Regions from separate parts of the Sus scrofa genome. Here regions 1, 2 and 3 are each linked to region 4. A link is a contact called in public Hi-C, HiChIP or PLAC-seq and promoter capture Hi-C data. All regions are on one chromosome and are shown on one strand. The core of a region is the stretch at or near the end of the contact, and the rest is flanking DNA. Distances in the headings are between cores, read along the strand shown.

Region 1 (3,628 bases), core at 129-2,628, 190 kb after region 4:
ACCAGTGGCAGACTTTACCCAGCATTTCTTTAAACTCCGCGAAGAAGAGGCCTCCCCCTCCTTCGAGGCCGGGCTACGGCCCGGGCAGGAGGTAGGGGGCTGCGGCCCGGGCGCCTTGCCGGGTGAGCTCCCCTCCTGGCTTTCCCGTTGGCCCGGGCAAGGCTGTTCTCGTAGGTTTCAGCGTTTCCCATTCAGGCTCCTCGGGATGAATCATCCCCCTTACCCGCCGCCTGGCCTCCTCCGACCGAATGGCCCGCGTCCCAGCCGTAGCAGCACCGCCCTTGCACCTCAGACTGCCCCAGGGTCGAGGCCGCCCGGCATGAGCCCCTCCTGGCTGCTGATACAGCCCGGTCTGAGGCCTGGATCTGGGCCGGGCAGGAGTAGCTAGGCTGCGTGTGATGTGGCCCCTACGGAAGGGAGGGTGTGGGAGGAAATGGGGCCTCGGTCCAGGCGCTCTGGGCCGCAGGAGAGAAGGGTTAAGACCTCGCTGTCTAGTGGTGCGTCCTCAGGGCCCCAGTCTGGTTTCTCAACAGCTGCAGCGCTGGAGCCCGTAGCAGAGGCCCCAGGAAGGAGGCCTTGTTGCCCTACTCACTCCCATCCGCACCCCCGAAGCTCCAAGCAGGACATTCCATCCCTGGCTTGGACAGGAGCGCTGAAGTCCCGGGGCCTAGCAAGGAGCCCCGGCGTTTCCTGCGTCCAAAGCCTGGTGTTCACAGAGGGAAACTGTGGCCCAGAGAAGCGAGGGGGCCTGTCGGGGTCACAAGCCACACAGGACGGGGGATCCACCTGGACCCAACGCTGGGCACTTCTCCGCACAGCCCCGGGGAGCGTTCTGGGGGGAAGCGAGGCCCATTACCCTTTCTCCAGCCCCATGCTGAAGATACGACCACCCCATCCCAGGCCAGGCTGGCGCCCCGGCCCCAGTTCCGGAAAGGTCACCCTTGAGTCCCGCGGGCCCTGGCGGGGAAGGAAGCGGAGGCGTGCAAAGATATATGGGGCCGAACATGCTCAGAGACCCCGAGACTCAGGAGGGTGTGAGTCGACGCTGGGGGCCCCTGAGAGGCAGAAACTTGGAGACACTGTCCGAAGATCCCAGGTCGCGGGAAATTGCTCAGGCCCGGGGCCGGGGCAATCCGGGGTCCGGCCTCTGCACGAGTCCACAGTCCGGCCCTGGGGCAAGGGAGGACCTGGCTCCTGCCCTCCCCAAGGCCTCTCCGGAGGGAGGGGCCAGACGAAAAGTTAGGGAGAGTGGAGGGCGAACCGCAGGCCCTAGTTTTGCTCACCTGGCGGCGCTAAGCCGCGCCGTGCCGGGGTGGGTCCGAGTACGACTCCGAGTCCGAGTCCGAGTCCGCGCGCAGCGGCTCACTGCACTGCTAAGGTCTCCGCGGAATCTTGGCCCCCGGCCCCGCCCCCGGCCCCAGCCCCGCCCAGCGCCGCCCTGGCCCCGCCCCCTGGGAGCCACAGGGATTGTCTGGCCAGTGCCCCGCCTGGCCCCACCACAGGAAGGAGGAGGCTACTCAAGTCAGGCTCGCAGGTAAGCGCTGTGTGTGCGCCCGGTGTCTCAGAGGATCCGGGGGCCTGAGTCCCGGTTAACGACGTTTAGAAGGCCTGGGAGGGTGCCCTCTTCTCACGTGGGGAAACTGAGACCCCGATCTGGAGAGTCACCTATCCAGCCCCACAGCCTGAGCGAGCAGATAAGATTTGAAGCCCTCACGCCCTCCCCCGCCTCGCAGAGTCCCTCCTTACAGGCACCCGGTAGAGGACTCTCGGGGGGCATCTGAGAGCCCACAGATGCCCAGCGTCGTCCAAGGAGCTTCCCAGAGGAGGCGGCCCGAGTTCCTGCCTCCGCCCGACCCCACAGCTCTTCCTCTATTTGAATCTCACTGCCTTCACCTGTAAAATGGGCATAATGCTGTCTGCCTCGCAAGATGATGAGAAGTGAAAATCCGGCCTCGAGAGCGGGGTTGCATGATTAGGGGGCACAGCCGGCAGAAGCCTGCGAGCTCTCAATGAACAGTAATAACGTGGGGGGAGGGGTAAATGGAGATGAAGCCGGTTCTCAGAGCCGGGTGAGTCTCTTGGAGAGTCCTGCTGGCCTCCCTAACCTACCCGAAGAAGATGCGCTCAAGCTGCAGTGGGGAGGCGGTGCTCGTCCCAAATCAGGAGAAGGTTTCAGAGGGCTGCGGCGCCCCCAGCCGACGGGCTCGAGGGGGGCGGCGGAGCTTTAGTGCCCCTCCCGCCCCCAGAGGCAAGAATGTGGATTGGAGCCAGGGGGTTCGGCCGGCGGCCCAGTTTCCATGATGCTGGGGGCGGGCTCGGAGGAGGAGGAGTGGTGCGGGCGGATTGCCAGCCTCCGCGCGGCCCCCCTCACTCCCGCAGCCCAGCCGGGCCCCTCGGGAGGAATTTCCGGCCTGGGATTGATTATAACCCGCCCCTCCCCCCAGCCGCGGGGACCCCCCGGCAAGCGGGACCAGAGGGGAGGGCGACCGACGGTAATGAGACCCGGCTGTGCGCCCGGGGGGCGGGGCGGGGTGGAGGAAACTCGAGGAAGTCGCCGGCCTGGGCCACCCTACTCTCCAACGCTTAGCCACACAGCACAGCTGGGCCTCGAACCCTGGCTCTGGCCCTCCGGCTCAGCCGAGGAGCCCCGAGGCCACCCCCTGGTGGCGGGGCCTCCTCCAGTGGGGCGACTGCGAGGATACGCGTGTCTCCAGGAGGTCACGGCGGGTGGGGCCTCACCCCTGCGGATGTCCGAGAGCGAGGCCATGGTCGCCTTCCTGCCGCCCAGTGTGGGACGCAAGGCTCCCTCGGCCTGAGTTCGCGTCTAGGCTGTTGCCCGTGCTCCACTGAGGCAGTGACCTCCCTGTCTCCTCCCACTTCTTGCCTCCGCCATTCCCTTTGCTGGAGACCCCCTCTTCGCCGCGCACTTCGTCCCCCTCCCCACGCGCGGACCCCACCTAACACCGACGCTCCTGCTCCCTGCTCTTCCTGGGGACACCACCTCTAGAGGCCAAATCCCAGGTAGCCTCCCCGTCCTTGTCCCCCTACTCCACCTGCCCTGGCGTTTATCACTTGCTCCTCCTCCCTCCCCTCCCAGCTTTTCCCCTCCTCTGCCCTTCGCCCTCACTGGGGGGCTCCTGAGGCCTGGGCGCACAGGACCAACCAGGCTTCCAGCAGCCAGCCATCTCTCTAGGCCTGGTGATCAGCCCTGTTCCTGCTCCTTCCGTTCCCCCTACTTTTGTGAAAGGCCCCAGGGCCGCTGTCCCAAACAGCCACCCCCTCCTCTGACCATGGGTATCAAGCCCATAGGGCAGTGTTTGAGGGCTGTAGAAACCTTCCCCTCTCATTTGGGGTGATGTGGGAGAGAAGGGTCCCCATTCCCAGATGTAACCCCTTTTAATTCTCTTGAGGGCTCTGGTAAGTCCGTGTTATGCCTAGTTTACAAATGAGGAAACTGGCTCAGAGCGGCAAAGAGACTTGCCCTCAGACACACAGCCAGACTGATTAGTGCCCCCTGATCCTCCGCAGAGGGATGTCTACCCACGGTTTGGCCCCGTGGGTGTGTAGATATGCAGACAGCCATTGGCCTCAGTATTGGGATACTGATCCCTTCCTGAATGTGCCTGGC
Region 2 (3,530 bases), core at 630-3,129, 200 kb before region 4:
AACACCTGAGTTTGACTGGGTCTGGGCCACTTAGTACCATGTGATTTCAGGGAAACATTTAACGTCTCTGCACTGATTTCCTTATCTGTGCCATGGGATTAACAATATCTAACTGGTGGGGCAGTAAGCAGTAATTAAATGATTTAATACTTGAAAGTGCTTATGATGGTGTTTGGTTAGTCTGAGTAAGTTTCAGTAAAAGGTATTATTGAAGAAGGGAAGTGACTAGTCCAAGTCTCTCCACCATCCTTATCTGAAAGCGGCTATTTCCAGTAAATGCTTATGCTAAAAATACAGGATACAACTTACCTATATGAACTTTCTAAATGACTATTTTTGAGAGGGAAGGGGCTTCATTTAATGGTTTCCTAACTGGTAAGTGACATTCACTGCATCAATGTCAATACAGTAACAAGACTCAAAGTACTTAAATCTGTAAAAATTTCCCTCTTGAGTTTGAAGTTAGAGCAAAGATTCTAGAAGCATGTTTTCAAGGAGTATTAACCGAGCCTCTCCCATTTGCTATGCAGAGCAGGGTACTGTAACAAAATTTCCATCTAATCAATCATTGACTCAGTGTAACCCTAAGCCCTGTTTGGACTTTAGCCTCCTTAGAGGTAAAATATGAGTTTATAAAAGATGATCTTGGGAGTTCCCTGGTGGTCTAGTGGTTAGTACTTGGTGCTTTCACCGCTGCTGTTCCAAACCCTGGTCTGGGAACAGAGAAACAGATATCCTCCTACATAAAGCCGCTGCAAGCCCGGGGGTGTGGGGGGACGCCTGATATTTCCGGGGTCTCTCCATCTCTGTCATTCTCTTCTTTGAAATGCAGAGATCTATGCTAAATATCGGAGTTGAGTGGAATGGGATTTAAAGCACTTATAAAGTACACAACTGAGTTCAAACTGCTTTAACTTCACACCAGTGCTACTCCTGAAGGAGCAGAAAACGAAGATGCTTGGCTTCCTAGATCGTTCTGACACGATAAGCCTGCCAAAAGCCAAATAGGCAGCGTGAAGGAGTCGTCTTCCCCTGAATACATCCTTTACCATTCCCGGTTCAGAGAATATGAGGGGATGGGGGAAGGATCACTATGTCTTTTTCAAACTCTCTCCCCTTCCCTTGGAGGCTGATCTACTTACAGACACAGCCCCTTACACTCTCCGCTTTTAGGATCTCAGGTCCTCATAGTCCTGTTCCCTCAGGTACTTCGGAGTCTGCAAGCCCCGATCCGGTCCCCAAAGAAGCGCGTCTTCACTGCCCGCTCCTGTTCTTCCCAAACCCAAATGTTCTCTTACCGCTCCTGCCTCTCAGGAACCTGTCTTCGCTGCCCTGTTTCTGAATCGTTAGAAGCCTGGGTCTTCACTGTTCCGCTTCTGCCGCTTAAGAGCCCAAGTCCTAACAGCTTCGCTTTTACCTCTCAGGAGTCCGTGTCTTCACACCCCGTTCAGTTCCGACCCTCTCCTCTTAGAAGCACGGATCCTCATAATCCTATCTCTCTCAACTCGCTTTCCCTTGCGTGCGGGAGAACTCACATCCATCCCGGTTCCCTAAGTCCCGTCTGGAGCCCAGGTCCCCACAGCCGCGTCTTCTCCGATCCCCGAGCCCCTCAGTCCCGTCCCACGAGCCTGATTCCTCACACAGCCCAGTCTCCTTCACAATTTGGCTCTTCGAACACTGACCACTGTGGTCTGGGTCCTGACTCCCTCCTCCCGCTCTTATTCCTCAACTGCCAGGGCCCAAGACTCACAGGCAGCAGCGTCTATCTCCCCATGATATGCGGAGACTGCCCCAGTGAAGCGTTCGTCTCAGCAGCCGGTCCGACTGCTCGGCCCTCCCCGAGTACTTCCGGCACCGCTCCCCGCCTCCAACCCGGAAACGCGCGGCTCTTCCGGCTGGCGGGCGCGCGCCTGCTTTGCGCAGGCGCAGACTGCTCTCCGACACGTGGTCGCCGTTCTGCGCTGTAGCTCAGTTCTGGTGGTTAGGTTTTTTCGGCTTGTGGTTAATGGGCAGTGTAAGCAAACTATGCGCTTTGTATTCTGGCGGTACGAACCCTGCCCTAGCTATTTCTTTCCGACTCTGCCTGCTGTGTATATCGCTATCATGACCAGCATTGACGTCCTCGGATGGCTTAGAGGTCGCCATTTTTGGTTGGTGTCTTTGTCGTGCTATCAGGAAGGTAATAACTCGTGGGACAGCAACACTCCATAGATATCCCGTTGGACCCCAGCAGGAAAAATCTGAGGACAAGGGAGACCGATTGGGTTATGACTGTGAATAGGCAGTTAATAATAATAGTAATAATTGAGCCCTTACTATCTGCCAGAAATTTTTCTAAACCTACGGTAAATCATTTTAACGATTTAAAGGAAATCTGTGAGATTAAGCAAGTTAAGTAGCTAATAAAAGCAGAGTCTCAAATTGAACTCACAAATTCTCACTCCAAAGCCTGAACTGTACTTCAACCATTAAACTGATGCCTTTGGTTATCTCTTCCATCAAATGCATGGTGACAGTTGCTTTATTTATGCTATGCTAGATGCTAGGCATATAAACAAAACACAATTCCAGCCTCAGTCCCTTTGGAGCCCAGGTCCACACACTAAGATGGAGAACCTGCAAACATAAAGGAGAGTACAAAGTGCTGTGACAGCCCAGAGTGAACAGCAGTAACTGTCACAAGGAAAAGCTGTCTCCTACCTGAACTGATGCAGCAATTTGCTCTCCCTTGTCTTCTTTTTCTTTTTCTTTCTTTTTTTTTTTTTTTTTTTGGCCATTCCTGTGGCTTGAAGAAGTTCCCTAGGCCAGAGGTGGGACCCATGCCCCAGCTCTGACCATAGCTACAGCAGTGACAGCACCAGATCTTTAATCCCCTGAGCCATGAGGGAACTTCCCCTTCCTGTCTTTATATCTTGCCATCTTCATCCCACCAAATTCACAATCCTCCCTTACACTGTCACAGATCCATGTTCACAGATTCCAGGCCCTTTCACCATTAGGCTTCGAGTTATCGTCCTAGTCTTATTTCTCTGCCACTGATCCCTTCATTCTTTTTTTTTTTTTGACTTTTTGACTTTTTGACTTTTTGCCTTTTCCAGGGCCACTCCTGCGGCATATGGAGGTTCCCAGGCTAGGGGTCCAATTGGAGCTGTAGCTGCTGGCCTACACCACAGCCACAGCAACATGGGATCTGAGTCGTGTCTGCCACCTACACCGCAACTCACGGCAACACCGGATCCCCAACCCACTGAGCAAGGCCAGGGATCTAACCCTCAACGTCATGGCTCCTAGTCGGATTCTCCAACCACTGAGCCACTATGGGAACTCTGATCCCTTCATTCTTCTAAGGAGTCTGGCATACCATTTTTGTTTTTGCACTGCTCTTCAGTTTAAATATACATTCATGCATTCAAAAAATGAATGCTCATTTTATGCCAAGGCTTTTGCTGCACATATACTAGTAGATAAAACAGACATCCTTGTCATTAAAGAGTTTACAATCTGGAGTGGGGAAACGAACCACTAGCAAA
Region 3 (3,662 bases), core at 477-2,976, 250 kb after region 4:
CAATTATTACCTCTAATCTTCCTTTTCCTTGTGGATGAGGAAACTCAGAATCAGAGAAATAACTGGCCCACAGATAGTAAGTGGTGAAGCTAAGATTTGACCCAGGCCTGCCTGATTTCAAAACCTAAGCTTTCCTTACCAAATTTAATTATCCCGACAACTTAATTGGGCTCTAAAGAAAATCTGTAAGTTTAAACTCCATTCTCGATCATTCAGATATATGATACATATCACAATAACAACCTCCGGCCCACTTTATCTAGTATAAGAACTGAAACAAGTAATTTCCGTACAAAACAAGTAATTTCCGAAGACTTCTACTCTAAAAGAAATCAGTATTCATAATAAACACTTGATGACACTTTCCTTAGCAAGAAGGTGATTCTGCCTAACAATTAATTTGAAATAACTTTTTAAACCTAGGCAACAGTTTGAGTATACTGTAGCTTCCAGTTTTTTTCAAATGTGCAACTCAGGTATTTTTCTTAACTTCTCAAATGTTAGTTGCTAGCATTACATTGGGAGTAAACTGTACCCATAACAAACTTGTTGCAAAGCAGGTCTTAAAAAAAAAAAAAAAAAAAAAGCCAGAGTTCCTCTTAACACCCAAGGTTTAGTACACTAAAATGTCCCCCTTACTCCTTTTATTTTTGTATATCCATGCCTTTGTATACCCGCTAACATTTTCTGGTTCTCACAGTTTCCCCTTGTTGATTATCTTCTCCAGGCCTGACTCCTAATCTGTTTTCCCAGAAACTTGTAGCCCCTGTGGGCCCTGCTCTACCAAAGTCAATTAGGAATACAAGCAACAGAACACACCCGGATAGGTAGCAAGTTAGCAGTTTCAAGCTGTAAGTCTCCGTTTACATCAACTAGTTAACTAGTTACCGGGGCCATTATTCTCTAACAAATTCTACAAAGACAAAGCAATTTTTTTGCCAAGTTAGAGAACGGAAACCACAGCATGGAAACTTCGTACGCAGTCTTAAAGATAGCATGCTAAGACTCTAATTTATCCTTGTAGAGGGAACGGTGAAGGCTTTCGGCACCACACACGCCGATACTTTCGAAACTGTCACTAGACTACTCAAACCAGAGTCTCCCGCTCAAAAAAGTGTAGCACAGGGCAAGTCTAAAAAGGGTGTCCCTTCAGAGCTCCCGTCCCTGGGAGAAATGCGCTGTGATCATCTGATCCATTAAACTGGGTAAGAAATGAAAAGGGAGCAGGAAATCTGTTTATTTCCAGCAGCCCTTAGAGCGGGAAAGGTCTGTCTCTACCGGAGATCGACCAGGCCCTGGGAAGGAAAAAGCCAGGCCTCCCCAGCTGTCCTGGAGCTGTGCCCTCCCGCCCGGAGTCCCAATCCCACTCGGGTTTTCCTTTTCCCCGTCCCACTCAGAGCCTCACCATCGCTCCCATTATCCCTCCACCACCCCCACCCGCGCAGGCGCAGTGGGAACCGGGGCCTACCCGCGCCCCCGAGGCGCCGCGACTATGGCGGAGCGGGAGCAGGCCGGTAGGCGCTCTGCGCGGGGTAGGCGTCCCTCTCCCGTCACCGAGGCCTCCCCGCCACCGCCAGGGTCCCATCCCCACCCAGCCAGCCCCTCCTCCGCCCTCCTCACCCGTTCTTCAGATCCACCTCTAGGATCTTCCCGTAGCCCTTAAAGAAGCGCTCCACATCGCGCTCCCGGGCCTGATAGCTCAGGCGGCCGATGTACACCCGCGGCATCCCGGCAACTGCGGCGGCGGCTTGGCCCGGCCCCAGCCCCTTAGGCGGCGGCCGGCGAAGCGAGAGCGCGGCGACGGCGGCGGCAACGGGCGGGCGGCGGGACGGACGCAGCCGAACCCGGCGACGTACGCGAGCACGCAGCTCGCGAGCACGCGCCTCCCCCGCCCGCCCGCGGAGAGTAACGGGGGGGGGAACGCGCCTTCTTCCCGCCCTGCCGGAGGTGGAGGCGGGGCCTGTCCGGAGGCGCGCCGGCGCAGGGCGGGACCAGGTGATCGACAGGCGGCGCGGGGGTACATCCTCTCGCGAGCTTGGCGCGAGGGGCCTGCGCCGCTTGGCGCAGCCCGCGGGCTTCGCCCCTCCCCCGGAAGTGTCCACGTCCCCCTCCTTCCAGCCCTGAGAGCATTGCTGCTTTTGTCCCTTGAACCCGGAGCTGTATCGACTCTAGAGCAGATTTGGAATTAAACCTGGCTTCTAATTGTCTGTGACCTTGAGCTCATTACGCGCCTTTCGGCTTCGTCTTCTCTGTAAAAGGGGGATTAGTAATTCCAGCCTTCCAGAGTTGTTCCTAGCACCTCGTAAGTGCCCAATAAATAATAGCAATATTATTTTAAAAATAGGACAGTTTGCTTCAGTGGAAGCAGTGTGCAAAGTAGAGACTAGAACTTTGGAGCTAGATTAGGCTTGTCACTGGCTAAATTATTAAATTACCAATTTAATCTATTTTCTGACTTGTAAAATTAGAATAATTTATCCCATCTCAGTGGACTACCAGGGTAACTAAGAGAGTATGTGGAAGGGCTTCAGTATCTGGGACGTGGTAGGAGCTCAGTAAATATTGGTTCCCTTCTCTCCTACCCAGTTTATCTAGAATCACAAAGGAGTTTTGTTTCTTTGCTGTTTTTATTTACTTCAGAAATTATATTTTGAAAGGTAATTCATTAACTGGTTCAAATGATATACAGTGAAAAGTCTTCCCATCTCTGTCCTCTGGCAGCCTAGTTCCCCACCCTCCACTCCCTGAGAGGCCCACACAATATAATCAATTTCGTAAATGTTCTTTGAGGTATTTTACACATGTAAAGCAACTTGTGGTGTACCACACGTATGGTTCTGCATTTAATATAATTTGAAACTCATTCTGTAAGAGTACAAAAGGAGCTTCCTCAGGATTATTTTTATGGTTTATAATATGCCATTTTATACACTGATTTGTGTAATCAGTGCCTAGGAAAGGACATTGAAATAGATTCAAACCTTTGGTTATAACTGCTTCAGTGAGTAGTTTTGTATACATATATATATGTAGGATCTATTCCTAGAGATAAGATAGTTGGATCAAAGGGTGTGGGAGGGCAGTTTTGATAGATTTGCTCGATTTTCCATAAGTATCTGTTTCTCCATCTCATCATCACATTATCAAACATCAATCTGATAGCTGAAAAATGGTGTCTCAGGATAGTTTGTAATTACCTTGAGTGAGTCTTATTTCCTATGTGTAAGAGACATTTTCCTTTTTGTGTCTGTTTATATTTTTTGCCTGTTTTTCTTATTGATTTATTATATAATTAGGAAAATGAGCTCTGTCAAATGAGTTGCGAACTTTTCCTCAGTGTGAGTTTGCCTTGCAAAAACAAAGGATGTTTATGGATTGAATTTATCCATCCTTTATTTTTCTTTGATTCTGGATTTTGCATTGTAGTTTGAAAGGCCTTCCTCACTTAGGTAAAAAAAAATTTTTTTTTAAAAAAACCAGTCATTTGTATATTGTTACTTCTAGGACTTTTTTTTCTGCTATGCCCGAGGCATGCACAAGTTTCTGGGCCAGTGATGGAACCTGTGGCATAGTAGTGACAATGCCAGATCTTTAACTACTAGGCCACGAGGGACCTCCTAAGACTTATTTTTATGTTGCAATCTTTGCTCCATTTGGTATTT
Region 4 (3,641 bases), core at 953-3,452:
ACCACACACACATTCCCAGGCACACACACTTATCAGGTCGGGGCAGGCGTTGTCGCTGCTGAGTCACCCACAGGCTGCTCTTGCCTAACAGGGGAGGAGCCAAGTGCCCGCCCTGATCAACGAGGCGGGGCGGACCGGCTTGCGGGGCTCCTTAGAACAGCCCAGTCTGGCCGCTGCGGGATGCTCCTGGCCCCGCCTCTTCGATTGAGGACGAGAGTCCGAAGAGGAGGCATGGGGGTGGGGGAGGGAAACCCCTTTTGCTGAGGCTAAATTAAGGCATTCACAGCCAGCTCTCTCTTGGGTGCACGAATACATGTGGGAGCAATTAAAAAATAATGCTCGCTCCATTACTGGGTATTTGCATATGTATTTTCACATACTCATTTAATTTTCGAAACAGCTCCACATGAAGTTAGGGCTATGATTAATTCAGAGGGAAAGTGATTTGCCCAGAGGTACAAAGCTGATAAGATGAAGAGCTTGGACTCAGTTGCCTCCAAATCCCAAACGCTAACCACTGGGCAATACCATCTGGTGGGCAGGTGAGCGTGTGGACAAGTGAAAGGTGTGCTAATAGTCTTTGGGAACCTGGGTGTGACATTTTTCCCTATGGATTCCACTGGGCTAGGGATTGAAAGGGTCTCGAGTGTTTAGATTTCCATCAAAGGAATTAAAGTTTCTCTGGGGCATTAGAGTCTGCCCATCTTTGTTGGAATGCCACCCCCAGATCTAGGGACCGAGTCAGCTCCTCCTCTGCTAGATTGTGAGCCTCTTGAAGGCAGAGATCAGGGCCCTGAAACTGTCAACAAGACTCAGAGGAGGCTTCAGTGAATTTGGGGGGCAAAACATGAATTTATGACCTTGATATAACATTAACATCAATAATCATAATAAATGCTAACACTTTTTGGATGCTCACCCTGAGACTGGCACTGTTCTTAGTATTTTACCTGGATTATTTCATTTAATGACAGGCAGCTTGTAAGTGCCAATGCTGGGGACTGAGACCCAGGCAGTCTGATTTCAGAGCCCATCTAATTGGAAGACCACTGAAGTCATAGGAAGTCATTTGTCCTTAGTAGGCTTCAGTTTGCCCCATCTGTCCCCAAAGGGATTAGCTCTCCATGGCTCTCCAACCTGAAAAATTCTATGATTCTATGATTCTGTGATTCCTCAAAGTGGAAAGGGGATTAGGTATGTTCTCTGTGGGTAGAACTCTTAAAGGGCAGATTTGGCCATAAACTTTGAATGAGCTTTTGAAGTTTCAGGACGTTTTTAAAATGAAGGAGGCCTGCCTGGAAGATGGTGAGCTTCCTGTCATTGGAGGTATGTGAGCACAGGTCTGGAATAAGGTAGAGAGGGGAGGGGACATGGACCAGTAACCACACAAGCCCCTTTTAGCACTGATCAGATGGGATCAGGAGGGGGAAAATCTTTGAGAAGAGTGGCAAGGAGTTGCCCTCATGGCTCAGGGGTAAAGAATCTGCCTAGTAACCATGAGGATGCAGGTTCTGTCCCTGAACTCCTTCAGTGGGTTAAAGATCCACTGAGCTGAGCTGTAGCATAGGTCCCAGACGCAGCTGAGATCTGGCATTGCTGTTGGTAGGCCAGGAGCTACAGCTCCGACTGGACCCCTAGCTGGGAACCTCCATACGCTGCGTGTGAGGCCCTGAAAAAAAAAAAAAAAAAAAAAAAAAGAGTGGCAAGATGGGAATAAGGGGAATGAAAGCCCACATTTACTGAATGCCACCCACTGTGTGCCAGACCTGTGTTTGGCATTTAACATATACTGCTAATTCTCAGGAAGACATTCTAAGATTCATAGTTGAGGAAAGATTCAGAGACGTGACTCACTCAAGGTCACACAGGTGGGACAGGTCATCCAGGTGTCCTCGCCAGGGTTGCTTCCCTAGGTCCCCTATGACCAAATCCCTGTCTCCCTTCCAGCCCTTAGGGGTAGCACCACGTGGAAAATTGCATCATACTTTAGGCGTATGACGTCAGAATCCACACCAGCCAATCTAGGAACTCCCTCCCCAACCCTCCCCAGACCCAACGGGTGAGCCCTCGACCGCCCACAGCTGGCCGTACCATCAGGCCGCACCTGCAGGCCCCGCCCCTTCCCGGTTGCGACATTCACTCTGTCCTGCCCCGTTCGCCCCGCCGCCCCACCGAATGGCAGTTGTCTGCGCCTATCAGAAGGCGCCCCGGGTCGGGGGCGGGGCTTCAAGCCAGAGTTGCCCTGTCAGTGCAGGTGGAGGCCCCCGGCGGGGCAAAGTGGCAGGAACCTCTTAAAGGGCGAGAGCGGCGGAGGGCGAGAACGCGGTCCGGCCCGGCCCGGCCAGGTCTCCGCCCGGTCCGGCCCAGGTGAGCCTGGACCGCCTGGGGGGCGACCCCGGGCCCCCGGGAGGGACGGGGTGACAAACAGATGGACCTGTGCCCAAGGGCCCAGGCCGTCCCACGGGAGGGGACATATCTGGTTCTAAGGGTCGGGGTCGGGGGCTCTAGGAGTCCCGAGTTCCAAGTTCCGAACTGGAGGTCCATAGGGGCCTGGGCGTCTCGAAGTTCAGGGTGCAGGGAGGGCAGGGGCGACAGGAAGGGGGTCCTAGAGCTCGCGTCCGAAGCTGGACGCTTGGCGTTGGCGGTCCCAGCGGGTCCCGGGTCTGTCTGCGGCGGGGGTCCTGGGTTGGGTGCCAGCCGGCGGGTCTCTGCGGAGTGCTGCAGCACAAGCGCTCCCCCCACAACCCCGCCCTGTCAGGCCCCGCGTGCTCCTGCCGGGCAGGCTGCAGCGCCCGCGGAGCAGGCGGGCGGGCTGGCGGCGCACAGCGGGAAGGGGCACCCGGCTCCGGGGCCCCTGGATTGCTCTGGCTCTTACGTAACTGACTTTGAGTTTCCGGACTCAGGGACCCGAGAGCTGGGGCGCCGGCTCTGCCCGCCAGGGTGGCTCTCCGGTCGCCGCCCCGGCCGCACATGCTCTCTTCCAGGCGTGGTCTAGGGGACTTCTCTCTCTGCGTCTCTGATCTGCCGGACTCTGTCGGGCTCTGGTTCCGGCTTCTGATTCTCATCCCCCGGGTCCTTGTGACTCATCTCCTCTCTGCATGACCCAGTCTTTCCCTGCCCCTGTCCTCTGGCTTTCTCGAAGAGTTTTCTGCCCTCACCTACACTTTCCAGCACACCCCACCTCTCTGGGGTAGCATAGGACTTCTCCAGCAAACTGGAGGCGGGAATTTGTCCAGACCGACCTCAGCCCAGCCCCGGAAGGACTGGGGGTGGGGGGGACTATCACGAAGGGTTGGAGGAGGTTACTCCCAGTGCGCAGCTTCTCCTGGTTGAATGTGACCCCTCAAGTTCCCGGATTAGGGAGGAAGGCAGCCCCTTCTCTGCTTCTGGAGCCCTTTTCTCCAGGAGGAGGCTTGGGGAGAGCCTTACCTAGGCTGGGACTTGGGAGTCCCTGTCTGGTGTCAGGGGCAGGGCAGCGGCTCAGATACTGAAGGGAAGAGAGGGGGGCCAGGAGAGAGGCCATAGCTCTGGCGCAGAGTCCCTGAAGTTGTGGCATGTCCCCAACCTTCATCCCAGTTACAGGCCTGGGGACCAGTCTTGACTGGAGGCTGGAGATGGGGAGGGTATCAACAGGAGGAGAC

Evidence for each region. Promoter capture Hi-C pulls out the DNA fragments that hold promoters and counts their contacts. Hi-C and Micro-C count contacts between places; a contact is called where the count stands out from the background. HiChIP or PLAC-seq counts read pairs in DNA pulled down with a chosen protein or histone mark.
Region 1: a contact with region 4 is called in a promoter capture Hi-C map of fetal liver, with 6 times the contacts expected there. The contact joins the promoter of TMEM200B here to the promoter of EPB41 in region 4. A contact is called at or near these places in 3 of 5 promoter capture datasets (fetal liver and liver), 21 of 47 Hi-C or Micro-C datasets (alveolar macrophages, blood, embryonic fibroblasts and 13 more) and 2 of 2 datasets of contacts at active chromatin or transcription factors (alveolar macrophages and skeletal muscle).
Region 2: a contact with region 4 is called in an H3K27ac HiChIP or PLAC-seq map of alveolar macrophages. The contact joins the promoter of TAF12 here to the promoter of EPB41 in region 4. A contact is called at or near these places in 17 of 47 Hi-C or Micro-C datasets (alveolar macrophages, embryonic fibroblasts, epiblast stem cells and 8 more) and 1 of 2 datasets of contacts at active chromatin or transcription factors (alveolar macrophages).
Region 3: a contact with region 4 is called in a Hi-C map of skeletal muscle, with 5 times the contacts expected there. The contact joins the promoter of SRSF4 here to the promoter of EPB41 in region 4. A contact is called at or near these places in 3 of 5 promoter capture datasets (fetal liver, liver and skeletal muscle), 29 of 47 Hi-C or Micro-C datasets (adipose tissue, alveolar macrophages, blood and 16 more) and 2 of 2 datasets of contacts at active chromatin or transcription factors (alveolar macrophages and skeletal muscle).

Annotation. Positions count from the first base shown.
Region 1 is chr6:86,031,977-86,035,604 of Sscrofa11.1, forward strand. It overlaps TMEM200B (transmembrane protein 200B), which reads right to left and starts at 1,379. Exons shown (of 2, transcript XM_005653387.3): 1 at 1,284-1,379.
Region 2 is chr6:85,641,208-85,644,737 of Sscrofa11.1, forward strand. TAF12 (transcription initiation factor TFIID subunit 12) reads right to left here and starts at 1,880. Exons shown (of 6, transcript XM_021095678.1): 1 at 1,751-1,880. It overlaps LOC110261125 (a long non-coding RNA gene), which reads left to right and starts at 1,925. Exons shown (of 2, transcript XR_002344955.1): 1 at 1,925-2,179.
Region 3 is chr6:86,090,877-86,094,538 of Sscrofa11.1, forward strand. It overlaps SRSF4 (serine and arginine rich splicing factor 4), which reads right to left and starts at 1,727. Exons shown (of 6, transcript NM_001077216.1): 1 at 1,621-1,727. The coding sequence starts at 1,727. It also overlaps a transcript of MECR not described here.
Region 4 is chr6:85,840,336-85,843,976 of Sscrofa11.1, forward strand. It overlaps EPB41 (protein 4.1), which reads left to right and starts at 2,203. Exons shown (of 17, transcript XM_021095721.1): 1 at 2,203-2,367. It overlaps LOC106510640 (a long non-coding RNA gene), which reads right to left and starts at 1,520. Exons shown (of 3, transcript XR_001309282.2): 1 at 28-1,520.